3 separate regions of the Zea mays genome follow, and regions 2 and 3 are each linked to region 1. The links are chromatin contacts, called in public Hi-C maps. All regions are on one chromosome and are shown on one strand. The core of a region is the stretch at or near the end of the contact, and the rest is flanking DNA. Distances in the headings are between cores, read along the strand shown.

The links. Hi-C and Micro-C count contacts between places; a contact is called where the count stands out from the background.
Region 2: a contact with region 1 is called in a Hi-C map of leaf, with 3 times the contacts expected there. The contact joins the promoter of LOC100280675 here to the promoter of LOC103635310 in region 1. A contact is called at or near these places in 11 of 25 Hi-C or Micro-C datasets (ear, endosperm, leaf and 3 more) and 1 of 3 datasets of contacts at active chromatin or transcription factors (leaf).
Region 3: a contact with region 1 is called in a Hi-C map of leaf, with 4 times the contacts expected there. The contact joins the promoter of LOC100278401 here to the promoter of LOC103635310 in region 1. A contact is called at or near these places in 9 of 25 Hi-C or Micro-C datasets (bundle sheath, ear, endosperm and 3 more) and 1 of 3 datasets of contacts at active chromatin or transcription factors (leaf).

Annotation. Positions count from the first base shown.
Region 1 is chr8:67,941,046-67,944,508 of Zm-B73-REFERENCE-NAM-5.0, forward strand. It overlaps LOC103635310 (dynamin-related protein 5A), which reads right to left and starts at 1,568. Exons shown (of 16, transcript XM_008657794.3): 1 at 1,010-1,568; 2 at 477-540; 3 at 272-376. The coding sequence starts at 1,138.
Region 2 is chr8:68,437,919-68,441,381 of Zm-B73-REFERENCE-NAM-5.0, forward strand. LOC100280675 (60S ribosomal protein L37a) reads left to right here and starts at 1,689. Exons shown (of 5, transcript NM_001154551.3): 1 at 1,689-1,832; 2 at 2,598-2,656; 3 at 2,754-2,842; 4 at 3,326-3,408. The coding sequence starts at 2,605.
Region 3 is chr8:68,234,617-68,238,079 of Zm-B73-REFERENCE-NAM-5.0, forward strand. LOC100278401 reads left to right here and starts at 1,650. Exons shown (of 5, transcript NM_001361336.1): 1 at 1,650-1,987; 2 at 2,571-3,164. The coding sequence starts at 1,896.

The DNA of each region.
Region 1 (3,463 bases), core at 318-2,817:
TAAAATTCAGACAAGTCTGGTTTACCATTGAAGACCATTTCCCACAAAACAAGTGTGAGTGTTAGTTCATGTTTAAGGAAAATACAGCAAACCAGAAGCTAGTACAGTAGCATAACTAATGCAATAATATAAAAAGGATGTTTCAATGAGCATCATGAAATTCAACTATAGAGCAGTCCTCAACCATAGGTGACAATGTAATTTGATATAATTATATCTCATCAGTCATGAACCATGCAGCTCCCAAAGGAAAAAGGAGCAGATGAATTACCAAAATCTGTAAATCTCTTTCTTGGAAGGTGCATAAACTCGGCGTATTCCCTGTCACCATCAATTCTGTGGAGCTGCAGTACCAGCGGCCGCCGGGTTACAATGCCTGCAGATACCGTTCCAATCACAATACTAACATATCAGAACACCTAATTCTAGAAGATAGAACTGGACTTCACAGGAGATACTTCTTGCCAAAACAATACCTGAACCCCTCGGTAAGAAATCCTTCCCAACCACGCTCTCCAACACAGAGGATTTACCAGAGCTCTGTCAGCAAAATTCAAACGTCAAACTACGGCATTGTTTGAATTATGCATGAAGAGATCGAAACGAGCTTATATATGTTCATGAAAACAACAGTCCAGTTTGAGGAATAGCATCGAACTACGATATTTATCACGGAAACATCACATGAGCATACTCGCATCCCTACTTGCTCACACTAGTGACTAGCTTCCCAACCAGACGGAAGTCCAAGACTCAGAGATTAAGCAATCACGCGAGCGGCTGGGCGCATCAAAACTGCTTCGGATTCAAAAATGTAAGTGACCAAAATCTAACTTCCTGGACTCCGAGAAATTGCAGATCCAAGCAGCGCCAGGCCGCATCAACAACTAACCATCGCGGTTCCACCACCAGCAACCCGCGAGATCCACCCCCACGAAGCTGGGGTGACAGCACCAGATCCGATCAGAACCAACACAAAAAAGCGTGCCATAGAAGGGAAGACGGGCACCTGTCCTCCAACGACGGCGATGGCCGGCAGCGAGTCCCAGAGCGTCGGGAGTGCACTCTCCTCTCCGTGGTCTCCGAGAGCCGTGCAGGCCCTCTGCAGCTTGTTGACGAGGGTGATCAAGTTATCCATGGCCGCAGCGCAGGGTGGGCGATACCTGGCCGGGTCGCGCCACGCGGCGGGGGAGGCGAGATCGAGACGCGGAGCAGGAGAAAGGAGGCGTGGAGGGGGGAGACGAGGCGAGGCCGACCGCCCAGCCGCGTCTAGGCGTCGGTCGTCGGGCTCGAGCTGTGGCCTGGACCCTGGACCTGGAGATGTTGCGCAGGCTAGCGACGGCCGACGGTGGTCTGGTCTGGGTGTTTGGAGGCGTCTGCGGGAGTTGATTTGGGACTTCAAAGGCTTCGTGGAGAAGAAATGGGCGTGGCGTCTGGCGTACCGGCGTAATTTTGGTGAAGTTTCTGTAAATTTGATCTCCTGAATTTAGTTTGAAATATGTGTTTAGTTCAGTAAAGTTTACTTGTAAGAACCTGAAAAATACCAGTAATTCAGCTCTGTTTGGACTTTGGAACGTATGATTTTTCTATAAATAAAACTTCTAAACTCTGTGTACAATTTCTATACATTTTTTGCGTTCTAAACGAGGACACAATTCTATGCCCAAAGATACACAAGGCAAGTTACAATATCCTCATCATCTAGAGCACCAAATTAGCTATCAAGTTCGGGCAATGTTTTGCCATCCAGCTTAAAGGTGTCAAAATCGATAAATTGTTACGACAATATAGTACAATTTCCAATGGCTTCTCTCTAATACACAAAGAATCTGTATGTTGGTGTTGATCCAGACGTCAATCACTGCGTTGAGAACCGGCGGCGGTGCTCTCTGCGGAGACACGGACGGTCTGCGGCCAGGGGTCGGACGATCCACAACCTGTCGTAGGGCTCAGGTTCCTGCCTGACGGGCTGGACGGTCTGCGCGTGCGCAGGGGCGGCGGTGTTCGCCGACAACGCCTGTATCTCGCTCCCGGGAGGGACCCTGTCGGGGAGGAGAGATTCTAGACCTTGTCTAGGGTCGGCAAGCCACCCTAGACACCTCTAATCGACGTAGAGCCGAAGAGAAGTGGAGAATTTGGGATAGAGAAGGGCTAAACTAAAGCTAAATTAGAACTACTCCAAATGTACAGGATAAAACGAGAAATATATTGATGATTGATTCGATTGTTAATGATTCAATCTATCGTAGCCCTCCACATATATATATATATATATATATATATATATATATATATATATATATATATATATATATATATATATATAGGGGAGGTCTGGACCCGTTACACGTGATTTCCCGAGCTAATTCCGCGGATCTAGCTAACCAATCCTGTAAGAAACTCGGAACCCAAATTGATCCTGTGCGCGCGTGGACCGTCCACGCCACCAGTGCGGATCATCCGCCCGGTCGGTTTTGGCGCCCAACATATGCCCCCTGCCTTTTAGCGGAGCTGAGCGAACCAAAAGCAACTAACTCGATGTGATCACATCGGTTTTCTTAAGCATCTTGCCACATACTAGGATGATACTGCTTGAGGAAACGCCTGTTTAATGCCTTGGGCAAGTCTTTGCCTTGTAGTGTTTGCAACAAGTAGGCGTTACCGGACATCACCTGTGTAACCTTGTAAGGGCCTTCCCAGCTTGGCGACCACTTCCCAATCGATCTTTGCTCCTTAGAGGCAAGACAGTCTTCCATACCAGGTCCCCTACCTGAAACGATTTAGCCTTGACTTTCTTGTTGTAAGCTTTGGCGACCATGATCCTGTCCTTTTCTATTTCTCCTAAGGTTGTCACTCTCTTGTTGGTCACTTTATCAATATTGTCCATCATTGAATTATAATAATCACCGACAGTTACATCATTTTGCTTGGCGAACCTGGCAGCATTTAAACTTATTTCTATAGGCACCACTGCTTCCTGCCCATAGACAAGCTCAAACGGAGATACTTTAGTGGCCCGGTGTTTAGATATTCTGTGAGCCCATAAAGCTTCAGACAAAATCTTATGTCAATGCTTAGGATGATCAGATATCTTCTTTTTATCAGGTTAATCAATATTCTATTACTAGACTCGGCATGCCCATTGGCCTGAGCATAATATGGAGATGAATTGAGCAATTTAATTCTATATAATTTAGCAAACTCACATACCTCCTTTGACATAAAAGAAGCTCCCTAGTCTGTAGTCAAAGTCTGTAGAATGACGAATCTATGAATAATATGCTCAGTTATGAACTCAACTAGAAAAGTGCAGCGCCCTATCGGGTGATGTACTATTCTCGAATACACATGTCCTTGTAGAACTATATTGTATAATAAACTGAACAATGTATTATTAAAGTGGCAAATTCTGATAGAGGAAGGAGTCTTCGAACTGAGCAACAGCAAACAGACCACATGAATT
Region 2 (3,463 bases), core at 439-2,938, 500 kb after region 1:
CAGAATTGATACGACCCCACGGTCACAAGCGAGGCACAAAAATCCTCTTTGTCACTAAGAATTTATATGTCCACGTATTACATTGTAGATTTTACCGTTTATAAAGTGTAGTTTAAATATGAGTATAAGTATAGGTAAGCTGTTGGAGATGGTCTAAACAGAGTAGGGCTAGAGCTTTGTTAGGCTTCTGAATGGGTCTGGCAAAAAATAAAGATAACAAACTGATCTGTACCTTCACATGCACCGTGGAATTCCGCACGAGGTGTGTGTACCCGAAGAGGTTCCACACAAGAGGGGAACAAGGGCTTCCACCGTCAAAGGTGTTGTCGCTCTCAGAATGTTTTGGGGCCCCATCATTTCAAACTCAGGCTGCTCCGTGCTCCCTGCACATTTTCAGCTATCACAGATCTGTTGCCCTTCTGTAGGCTGTAGCATTCCACTTTTGCCCACCTTCAGCTTGACCATTGCGTGCTTGCTGAAATGCAATTCACCCGCTTCGAGCAAAGGAGACGGCATGACAGGGAGCTTTGGCTGGCTGCCCCTCACTCCCAGCATCACATTGACAGAAGGTCCTGGCAACTTTATTGTTTACATTATTAAAATAGATAGAGAAGAGTGTTTTTTTATATCTCGTTTTTCTCTCGTATGCCTTTTATATCTCGTCCTGTACGTACGTACTTATCTATCATACTACCAAATCTTCTATACTGTTTTAGTTTAGTAAATTTGATGTTTAAATTATTAAAATAGACAGAACAACGAAGAGGGAATCTTTTATATAAACACGACAAAAACATCTTCTATATTTAGAGAATTAGTTAGAGAGCGCTGCTTCAAATAGAACGGAAAGAATCTTCACTAAATATACCATATACAAAATAGTGAAGCCTCGTATCTCATCAATAATAAAAGATACTAAAATAGTATATTATCTTTGTGTTCAGTATAACAACTCCATCAAACCCAACATAGTTTTATCATAAGTTCGACAACATTAAATATTAAATGACAACATCATGCAATCACATCACACAAAATATAGCACTTGTAGCCCAAAAAAGAGTTCTCAACGACAATATACAACATTAGGATAGTAATTTAATTGTTCATCACACAATACTTAATATTTAAATATTTGAATCGTGTAAGGTGCTGGAGCATAAGGGACATCACTTATTCCTTCTCTTCTAATTTTATATGAATTATTTCTAATAATTCGGACTCGCATAGAAGCAGAGATAACATATTCATGCCTATCATACTCGATATAGATATAGTAAACTGACCAATAAAATACTTGTGGACATCAAAATTAGTCATATCCGTGCCTAATGGAATAATGCATCGTTTATTTCTATATGCTAGGTTCAAATTTCGGAGGGTGAAAATACATCCTAGTTAAATATCTCTTTTTTCTCTATTTTTTTTAGAAATTGTATCTTCATTCGAGTTCATATACCATCAATTAAACTGGCAGTAACTACTTCCCCCGGTTCGATCGAGGTCAGAGGTATAGTTTTGCATTTTTTTTTGGATTGAACAAAATATTTTAAAAAACGAATTTAAAAAAATAAGAAAATTAAAATCTCCGTGGTGTAGTGAGCCAGACCATAACACGCTTCTTATTTTCCGGCCTCAAAGAATGCTACACTGGCCTTGCAAACTTCGGGCCGCCAGAACTCTGGCCCAGAATCTACCGTCGACCAGAAGAGCCCTAGAAAACCCTAGTAGCATCCACAATTCCACATAACCTCGCCCGCGCCGCCTCCCCCACGAGACGCCTTCTTGCTCTCGCTTCCGGTGACGCCCGCCACTTCCTCCCCGACGAGATGGTACGTCGCTTTGGATGAAATTGTTTACTCTTGGGGCTGTTTTGATTCTGTTCGGCGTCTTTGAGAAATCATGACCTAATTAACTTGTTTAGCCTGTTAGTGCTCCTGCTAGTGCTTTCCGCAGCTGTCAGAAATCATTTATTCATAGTCTGACCGTGGGGATCGAAATTTAGCACTATTATGTGACTCATAGCCTGACCGTGGGATTTCGAAATCTGGCACTATTATGTGAATATTCTGACGGTGGGATTTCGAAATCTGGCAGTATTATGTTGTTTCGTGTTAAAATGTTTAATCTTGTTGCCGGTTGTACAGCCTCCATTAGTCCTTTTCGACCACTCCAAAACACATGTATCGGGATTGAGGTGCAAAACTCAATAGTTTTCCACACCAATTCGTCCCAATATATGTAGATTGGGTGGGTTAGCGTGCACCTAAACAAGCTCTACTGGCACTAAATAATTTTAATAAGTACAAGTGTGTAGTTGAATAGGTTACCGAAGTAGTAAGAATTCTGTGCTTTCTTCACATACATGCTTTGAGCGGTAATTACCATTCCACTCGAAAAGTTATGTAGCTTAAACTTTCCAACTAGATCTTAGCTATTGTTTACCATCTCCTAGTTTTGGGCAGTCGAAATTAATTTGCATAGGTTTTGCTCGTATAAATTGGTTTACTGGTTGCCTTGCCTCTGTCTATGCAATGTACCATGTTAACCAATGCAGAGTATTGTAGGTATCTGTCCATGTTTTCTAATTTTTTATGTTTTGTGATGATTTTGCAGACGAAACGCACCAAGAAGGCAGGAATCGTTGGCAAATATGGTACAGACACTGGACTATCTTTACTCATTGTTTTGCGATCCCATGTTCTTACCTTTGTATTCTGGTTGATAACTCTTTTGTTGTTGCTGTTATGTAGGTACCAGGTATGGTGCCAGTTTACGTAAACAGATCAAGAAGATGGAGGTCTCGCAGCACTCCAAATACTTCTGTGAGTTCTGTGGCAAGGTAAACTCATCGATTTTGTGATGCCTTGCTTTGATAATCACATGGCAAACTGGTCAATCATTTACGGTGCATTAGTTGAGTAACAGTTTTTTTTTGCTATTTTTAAGATGCACTATTGCTTATTTTTTAAACAATTATGTGCTATTGACTAATTCCTGTGTCTCCTTTTTTGTGGTAACAACAATGAATAGTGACCTGGTGAAATATGTTCTCCGACATTTGCAATAGCAATCTGTGATCGTCTTTCTGTCTTTCATATAGCTGTATTGATGTTATAACTTCTCTGAGATAGTTTATGCCTTATCTGAATTCTACTAGATAGTCGGTTAATGTCAAGGCATACGCATACCTTGCCAGACCTTTTCTGGGTTTTCACTGTTTTAATGAAACTCCTTTATGAATTATGTGCCATGTTTCTTTCTATTTGCTTTTTTGATTCTTACTTGTGCCATTGCCTTTTGTATGGCCAATACTTGACAACAGTTTGCCGTGAAGAGGAAAGCAGTTGGTATCTGGGGATGCAAGGACTGTGGGAAGGTTAAGGCCGGTGGCGCCTACACAATGAAGTATGTGATGATGTCCGGTTACTCTGTTTATATTGAATCCTCGTGTGTTTTCTAA
Region 3 (3,463 bases), core at 400-2,899, 290 kb after region 1:
GGTCGCCTGCCTCGAGGTGACACCGCTGCTGGCCCCCAGGATCACCGCCGCCGCTAAAACCTAATTCCTGGCGGCGTGGGGGTGTTTTTATAGTGGTGGCGTGGGCCGGATCGTGGGCCCGATGCACGTAATATGCGCAGACTATATTTGCATAAACTGATACACACATCAGCATAACTCGTATTATATTTTGGCGTAAGCAGTTAGGTACAATAAGCCAAAAAGGGTCCGGTGCGGTCGCGCACCTGGTCGGTACGTGGTCGGGGCTTCCTATAGTTAAATAGAGCCTAGGGCTCTAAATACATATACTATATATATATATATATATATATATATATATATATATATATATATATATATATATATATATATATATATATATATATATATATATATATATATATATCCACAGTCAAGCGCAGCAGCCTCCTTTCGGATCCCCGGCGTGTAGCACTGCAAAGACGTAAAGAGCATGGCAGTTGGTCAGAAGCTAGGGCCGTGCTCGTGCGTGGAGCCGTTGGTCGTCCTGGCCCTCATGATGTGGGCATCGGACGGCGCCGGTGCCTCTCACGACAGCGCCGCCGGCAGGCGAGCAGCAGAGCACCAGCGGCGGATAAAAAATAATATTTGAACGAATAAACAAATCAATCACAAAAACAAAAATCTAGAAAAGAAAAAAAATCTGTACGAACAAATCTACATAAAAATGAAAAATCTAGAAAAAAAAACAAATCAGTGATAAAGACAAAAATACTACACATCTATCATGGGGATCGAACCCACAACCACAGGTTATGAGTCTTACTATCTATCAACTAAGCTAGACGAGTTTTGTGGTTATAATTGAGCTCGGCGCCAAAATCTATGGCGCCGAGCTTGGTGCCAAGTCGGCGCCACGACGTCCGAGTTATGCCAGCGCAGCACGTACCTCGGCGTCATAGCTTATGGCGCCGAGCTGTGTTACCTCGGCGCCATAGCCTATGGCGCCGAGCAAAGGGTACAAAAATGACATTAAAATTTTTTAGGGTCTAAACGTGATTTTTTTCCGAGAAAGGGTCAAAATGCAAAAAAAATGCAGGCCGGTGGACGCGCGCATCCACATCGAATCCGCCCGTCCGTCAAGAATCCCGTGGCCAACATCCTTTCCTCTTTCCCCAAGCCAAGACGCATCCGATGACCCCACACGTCAGTGAGTCCCAGTCGGTTAGGTGGCCCGGAGAGGGCAGTGCCCGCCCAGTTGTTGCCGAGTTTTGGAGCAGTAATCGCCGTCCACCTCTGGAGTGATCAGATCACGGCCGTAAGCTAAACGAGGGCTGCCGTTTGGCTTATCTGGACTGCAGGGAAGGCCCACCTGCCTGTCTCCGAGTGACGTGGTGTCTGCTGCTGCTAGTGCTTTGCTACGGTGGGCATCCGGCGTTTATGTGTCTCAACTCAAATCTTAACGCTTGCTTGCAGTTGCAGTGCAGCGTGCAGGTCTAGGAGACGAACGGGTTCGCTTGTGCAAATCCCATGGAACTTCGAGCTAAATCACGCACCTATGCCTCTGCGCTGGGATTACGGAAATGCCCATCAGCGTCGGCGTTTACCACAAGAGTGCCACGGCCTCGCAGGGCGAGAAAAGGTGCGGAAGAGTGGAGGGCGTTGCCGGTAGAGTGGAAATGATAAAGCCTCGGCCCTTCAGGCTGGCTCTGCTCCTCCTCCTCCTCGCCATTGCTGTGCGTTCTCCGCCTCACCAGATTTCGCAACAGAACCTTCGTTCCCTGCCGTCTCTTGTCGGTCTGGCCGGCCGAGGTGGGTGATCTGTAGAGCGAAACGCCGAGCCGGGAGAGGAGGGAGGCCGCACCGGCGATTGTAGAAGCAGAACCGGTGGAGGAGTAGAGGAGGGCGCCGAATCGATGCGCGGCTCCGCGGACGCCGTCGTGGTTGCTCGGGACGTGGTGGCCTCGTCGAGCCCGTCCAAGGCCGCGTCGGCGTTGGACATGACGAGGTACGCGAATCCACCACCAATCCCGTTCGCCTGCCGCTGCAGCTGCAGCTGCAGCGTTGTGTTCGTCGGTGTTCTTTCCTGAGACCAAAGCCGCGAATTTGCGCTCTCGTTTCCGCAGTCAGTGGTTGTTGCCGGCTCCTGCGGGGCTGATTCGAACAAGTTTCTCCCTTTCGTGCCGTGTTCGCGGCCCTTCTCTGCTGTTCTCTTCGCAAGCTCTTCGAGGCGCCGTTTGATCTGCGGGCAGGCCAGTTGTTCTCGCGTCTCGCAGCCTGTGTCTCACCCGCCCACCTGTGCTGGTTGGTTCTTCGCTGGTCTCGGTTCGGTTCTCCATAGATTGCAGGTTTTCGTTCTGAATTATCCGCTCGGCTTTCTGGGATGATTATTTCTCTGCACAGATCTCTGAACCGTTCGTTTAACGTGGAGTCCTGCTGCGGTTTGCGAGCGTTCTGGTTTTCTGCGGTTGCAAATTCACGCAGGAAGACGAGATTTTGCACATCTTTTCATCCATGACTCCAGGTGCTGGACCTTACTCTTCCTCGATCCAGTCGCTGACTCGAATTCCGTCTGATTGATTCCCCTGCAGATACCCGAGGCTCAGCCCAGATGGCCTCCCGCTGCCCAATGGCAGCGGCAGCGGCGCGAGCAAGAAGCCTGCAGCGCCGGTGTCGCCGGCCCCCAGATCGAGCAAGGATGACGTGGCACCGGCCGTCGCCACCGACAGCTCCCGCATCGCGGCGTTCCTAGCCTCGACGTCGCTCGAGCCCAAGCCGCGCGCTCGCGCACCGCAGCCACAGCCGACGGCTCCTAACTCGGCGCCCACCGCAGCCGTCGCCGCGAACAGGAGCCCCGCGCGCGACCACGGCCACGGCCACTGCTCCGACCACTCCGATCCCGCCTCCCCGAGCTCCACCGGGGCCCGCGAATTGCTGCTCCGGTGGGGACAGAACAAGCGCATGCGCTGCCGCCGCGACTGCGCGTCCGCGTCGCCGCAGCGGCGGCAGGCGGGCGGCAAGATACCGCGCCGCTCATCGTCGCCGGCGGCGGACAATCTGATGCCGCCGCCGAGCGCAGCGCCCTACGCCCGCGGGTCCAACCTCCGCTACGCCACGCCTCGCCCGCCGCGCTCCGGCGCCAGCGACGCGCACCACGGCCGCGGGGCCCTCCCCAACCCGCTCAGGTACGGCTGCCGTCTTTACTCCCACGCCCACCTCTTGGGCTCTTCCTCGATCTCTAGGGCGTCTTCCACTTCGTTTTCTTGCCGTTTTTCCTCTTCCGCTTTTACCCCGCCACCGAGCCGCGGTCGTACGTGGTGGCGCGGCGCGGCGAGGAGAAGGGCTAATTATAGTGGAAGGGTGCATCCAACGGTCCACCTCGCATGTCCACAATTTTTTTTCCTGTGGGCATCCGCAGCGGCAGCAGCTTTTGTTGCGGTTGCGGGCGCCCAGCTTTTGCTCTCCGCGCCGCATCCGTCCGTCC